Linked DNA regions of Sus scrofa: region 1 is linked to region 2. A link is a contact called in public Hi-C data. All regions are on one chromosome and are shown on one strand. The core of a region is the stretch at or near the end of the contact, and the rest is flanking DNA. Distances in the headings are between cores, read along the strand shown. Region 1 holds the start of TARS2 (threonine--tRNA ligase, mitochondrial). Region 2 has its middle 13 kb from the start of ENSA.

Region 1 (2,700 bases), core at 127-2,626, 95 kb after region 2:
TCGCAGGTGCAGCTCAGATCCAGTGTTGCTGTGGCTGTGGCGTAGGCTGGCTGCTACAGCTCCGATTTGACCCCTAGCCTGGGAACCACCATATGCCTCCAGCGCAGCCCTAAAAAGACAAAAAAAAAAAAAAAAAAAAAAAATCAAAAAAGATAAGCAGTCCATGGTAGGCCTCCCTCTCAACTGAAAATGGAGAAACTGAGGCAAAAAAAAAAAAATGCTAGAAATTCCCACTTAAACATCTCTTAGCAGCCCCTATATCCCAATAAGGAAGAAACGTACTGCTTTCCCCTCTGCAGAATCGAATGTCAGAAATCTGAGGTCAGAATCTTTTTCCAAGGGCCGTTCCAGATCATAAGGTTCTCCATTCACTACAGCAGCTACTGCAGTATCTGCCAGTTTTGAACTTCAACAGTGGGGGTGAGGATAAAAAAAGACAAGGTTACAAGCTACAGAGGAAGACAGGAACTAATCCTTAGCAACTCTAAACTTGCGAAGGGGAAATGTATTACCAGAACACTGGAATCTTTTCTTTTTTTTTCCCCTCAATGCATAATAGAGAAAGGTCAGAGACCATAAAACTAATGCAGATAAAAAGGAATATGCAGGAAAGGCTATCTTGATGGGGATGGAATAAACATGCAGAGTTCTTTCCCTGCTCAAGTAAACAAAGTACAGAGGTAGGTTTACCCGGTAGGTATAGAAGGCCTGGTACCTGATCTGCTGAGCTAGTTGGTAAGGGGTTGTGTTCCATGCCACAGCATCCACTTTCCTGCCTCCAGGAAGCGATACCTTAATAGCCCGGTGTTCCTTCTGCGCCATGCTTGCTAACTTCTTTACCTGGGCGGTCCATAGCTCCTCAAAAAAGCCAAGCCGCTCTACCAACCAGTGTGGAGGAGTGGGCACAGCTGCCTGGAGGAAAAGATGTTAGGAGGTAACACAGGTCCCAAAATTCCTTATTGAGCTTGGGGGTAGTGGGAAGTGAGAACATTTAAGTGGCCATGATCTTAAATCCCAGTCTTTAAAAAAAGAATGGGAGGTATAAGGCCCTAGGCTGGGAGTGCTACATTCCCCAGACGGCTACCCTAGGAAAAAGATGGCGTACCTAAGGGCTACGGTAGCCGGGTCCCGAACGTAGGGCGGGAGTAGGGGGTGTCAGATGGGGTTGAGAGCCTATACTTTGGGCTTCAGCTGCGCTAGGTCCGATGTGTTTCGGAACTTTTGGGTACCTCACGCACCGTGTGCAGCCCGCAGGCTTGTAACCCTGGGAGCCGAAGTCGCCGCCACCTCCGATACAGCCCCATGTTCCTTCAGACCCGTCACACAGCCTCAAATAAATGATCGCTCCTTCTCTTTTGTCGGATTCTTCATTGGCTGCTGGCCCAACAATACCCATGCCTATTGGTTGTTATAGCTGTCACTCCAGTCTGGCCCCACCTCCAGGAACTCCGAAGCGGTATACCCCACACAGCACAAGCAGCGGTGTGGGTGGTTCCGGGTGACCGGAAGACCTAAGCTGATGCACACAGGGAATTCCAGTACCTGCAGAGTTTCAGACCAAAGTAGCAGTAAGATATGCTGCGGCTTTAAGGACAGAAGCAGGGAAACTTAGAGAGTGGGAGAAAAACGGACCAGAAGGGGTTGTTATTTCCTTTTAACTCTAAGTTTTCTTTTACACAGGCTTCACCGGGATGTGAAGTGAAGGAAACAGGTAAGAGCATAAATCTGGAATGAGACAGACCTGGTATAAATCCTGGATCACTGCGTAATTTGGGGTAAATTAATTCCTTTTAAACTTCAATTTTCTCATCTGTAAAATGAGAATAATAATATCATTCTGGTAGTTCTCATGTGGCTTAACGAGTTAAGGATCCGGCAGTGGCCCGGGTTGGATCCCTGGTCTGGTAACTTCCACATGCCTCCGTGTGCAGCCAAAACAAACAAAACAAACAAACAAAAAACCCTTAACTGTTGAGGTTAATTTTATGTAAATCGTCTAATATACTGCATGGTCCACAGTAATCGGCAACAATAGCAACAATCCATGAGAAAAAATGAATACAACATATAACAGCTTTGAGGCTGGAGCAAAACAAAGACTTTAAGGCTGGAGCAAAACAAAAGCAGAGGGCACTCCTTGGAGTCCCTTCATACTCGGTGCTTAAAGAAGGACCTCTGAGACCTCTTAGACCGTACACATGAGGAATTTAAGATCAGAGAAGGTAAGTGATTTAAGATCAAACAGTAAGCACTGACGCTGGATTCTCAATCCAAGTCTTCTATTCTTCTACCACACCAGACTCTCTCTAGTAAGAATTTTATCCCCAATATAATTCCCCCACCACTTAAGAAAAAAAGTTCCTGACCCTAGAATCTTAGCTCTCTGCTTTCTACACAGGACCTTTGCCTCTCATTCCCATCCAAGCTCTCAACTTCCTTTATCCCTTCTCTCCCCTCTCCCTATATCTAGAACATAAGACTAGATATATTTGATTTGTTTTACACAGTGAAAAATGAAACACAGGAGTTCCTGCTGTGGCACAGCGAGGTAGGAATCCAACTGTAGCCACCTCAGGTGGCTGCAAAGACTCGGGTTCCATCCCCTGCCAGAGCAGTGGATTAAGGATCCGCCATTGCCACTGACGTGGCATAAGTCACAGCTGTGGCTGGGATTCAATCCCTAGCCTGGGAACTTCCATA
Region 2 (2,700 bases), core at 110-2,609:
GGGACTTGAAAGATGGGTAGTATTAAATGGTCCAGTTCAATTATTAGTTAATAAGTGCCTAGAATATACCAGGCATTGTGCTAAAGTATGAATGATATGTGGGTGCTTCTTTCAAGGAGTTTCCATCCTGGTGGGGAAGTTACATATGAAGAAATCATTGCAGTGTTAAACTTGCATCAGTAGGAGCCTAGCTCCATAAAGGAATAGGGATAAGTAATAATAATAAATGCAAATGTTTTTAGTGCTTGCTGTGCATCAAGGCCATTTCTAATGTTTTAATTTACATCATCTCATCGAGTCCTCACAATTCTACGAAGTAGGTAGTCTTAGTATTGCCATTATACAAATGAGGGAACTAAATCAGTAACTTAAACAAGCCACACTGCTTCTGAGAGTGGAGGCAGATTCCACTGCCTGCAGAGGAATGGGGAAAAGAGTGACCAGGAAAGGTTTCATGGAGTAAATTCTGAAGGATGAACAGGATTTCTCCAGAAAGGTAAGGTGAGAAAGAGCCTTTTGGTAGGACCAATACTTAGAGAAGGATGAGACAATGTGGAATCTGGTGTTTCCACAGTAACAGTGTCACCAGTCCTGGGAACGGCTGGAGAGCGGGCCTGGAAGGTAGACAGAAGGATATGGCTTGTGGGTAGACACAGGAACACTGAGGGTCAGTTCTGAGTTTTAGATAGGTCATGGACAAATTGTGTGGGGAAGGCATTTAAAGGTGACAAATTTAGTGGTGGACTGGTCCTAGTATCAAGTTGCCTGGTTTTAAATCCTGATTTTGATATGCTTTGATAATTCAGGACAAGTTTCTTAAACTCTCATTATTTCAGTTATTTATTTTGTAAAGTAGGAATGATGTAGTACCTACCATAAAGGTTGGTTGTGATGATTAAACAAGATAAAGCATGTAAAGCCCTTCCCTCTGGGACTGCAACAGCACCTAAGATATGGCTCCTGCCCCCAAGGAGCTTACAGACTATAAGGGGGGTTAATAAAGATAGGTAGACTGGCAATTAGAATACAAAGATTCAGTGCTAAGATAGCGATAAGCACAAAATGCTCTGGAAGCATAGAGAAAGGGCACTCACCTAATTTGGGCAGGTGGCAGAAGAAGAGTCAGGAAAATCCTTTGACAGGAAATGGCTTCAAAGCTGATATATGATGGAGTAGTAGGACTTAGGTAAAGGGGTTAGGCTGGGAAAGGGGGTCTTCCGGGTGGAAGGAACAATATGTGAAAAGATGCAGGGTTTTACATTCTGGAAACTTGAAATAATTGAGATTGACTGTAGCATAGAATGAAGGGAATAAGGCCAGGATGGGTGGAGGGAAGCAAAGGTTAGATCACAAAGGGCCCTTTAGACTTTACCCTAGAAGCAGTGAGAAGCTGTTGTGTAAATATTTTGAGCAAGAAAATGACATGATCAGATTGGCTCCTTAGGATAACCTTTCTGACTGCAATGTTAGGAAGAGATTGGAGAGGGTAAAATTGATGTATTGGAGATGCTGCTAATGGTATGGAAAAGTCGGGGAGATGTATGGCTCTTCTGAAGAGGAAGATGATGAATTCAATTTGGGGCATAGTAAGTTTGAAGTAACAAAACCTACGTGGAGAAATCTGTACTAAGTAAACTGTTACCATGTGGTAGGTGAATTATGAATAAAACTGTTATGTTGCTCTAGTTCTGTAGATTAGATGTGATGAGGAACTAAAGAAGGTAATGATAGTGGGGATGAAAAAGAGTGAACAGATTCAAGAGATATATGAGAAGTACAGTCAACAAAACTGGGTGTGGGATGTGGGACTTGGGAAGAGGCAGGACTTTAATAGAATATTCCTATGTTTCTGGCCTGAGTTACTGGGTAAATGATGATGCTACAATTCAGAGATTATAACCGAAGAGCAAGTGTAACAAGGAAGATGGCTCAGTTTTGCAGAAGGGTTGATATGAGGTGCCTATAGGACATCCAACAGTGGATGACCACTAAGTTATTGGATTTATGAGTCTAGAGGTTGGAAAAGTCAGGATAGGAGATAGATTTTGTGGACTTCAAGATATACTAGTAAAGGCGTGGAAGGGAAGTACAAAGAGCAGAAAGACTGAAGAACTGACCTGGATGAAGGCTAACATCTGCAGGAAATAGAGAAAAGGGCCCAACGAAATAGGAGAATCAGGAAAATGTGTCCAAGGATAGAGTTTAATGGGTTAAATTGATTCAGTCAATATTGTAAAATGCTATTAAGGGTTACCTTAAAAAATGAGACCATCAGAGTTCTCTGGTGGCCTAGCAGGTTGATGATCTGGCCTTAGCACTTTTGTGGCTTAGGTCACTGCTGTGGCACAGATTTGATCCCTGGCCTGGGAACTTCCACATGCTGTGAGCATGGACCAAAAAAAAAAAAAAAAAAAAGAGACTATCTCACCTATGTAATAAAAAGTGACCCAAAATTTCAGGAAAGCAAGGTGCCAAAATCGTGAATAACTATTTGTCAGGTTATGGTTTTAAGTGGTGTGTGTGGGACTTCCTGTGAGGTAAGGATCTGGTGTAGAAGCATGTGTTCCACCCTAGCCCAGCACAGTAGGTTAAAGGATCCAGCAGTGCCACAACTGTGGCTTGGATTTAATCCCTGGCGCAGGAATGTCCATACGCCACAGGTGCAGCCATTAAGAAAGAGAGTTAGGGGACAGTGTTGAA

The links. A called contact is a pair of places that touch in the nucleus more often than the background predicts.
Region 1: a contact with region 2 is called in a Hi-C map of liver, with 8 times the contacts expected there. The contact joins the promoter of TARS2 here to the enhancer-like site in region 2. A contact is called at or near these places in 3 of 5 promoter capture datasets (fetal skeletal muscle, liver and skeletal muscle), 5 of 47 Hi-C or Micro-C datasets (embryonic fibroblasts, epiblast stem cells, fetal skeletal muscle and 2 more) and 2 of 2 datasets of contacts at active chromatin or transcription factors (alveolar macrophages and skeletal muscle).

Annotation. Positions count from the first base shown.
Region 1 is chr4:98,633,942-98,636,641 of Sscrofa11.1, forward strand. TARS2 (threonine--tRNA ligase, mitochondrial) reads right to left here and starts at 1,377. Exons shown (of 18, transcript XM_003355197.4): 1 at 1,239-1,377; 2 at 716-912; 3 at 283-406. The coding sequence starts at 1,304.
Region 2 is chr4:98,539,077-98,541,776 of Sscrofa11.1, forward strand. No RefSeq gene overlaps it. Among named protein-coding and RNA genes, the nearest start is that of ENSA, 13 kb to the left of the region's middle. Within about 2 kb of position 1,360, at least 9 of the 83 cell types and tissues checked have an H3K27ac peak or open chromatin away from gene starts, as enhancers often do. A contact at or near this core is called in alveolar macrophages, liver and retroperitoneal adipose tissue, where this site is marked.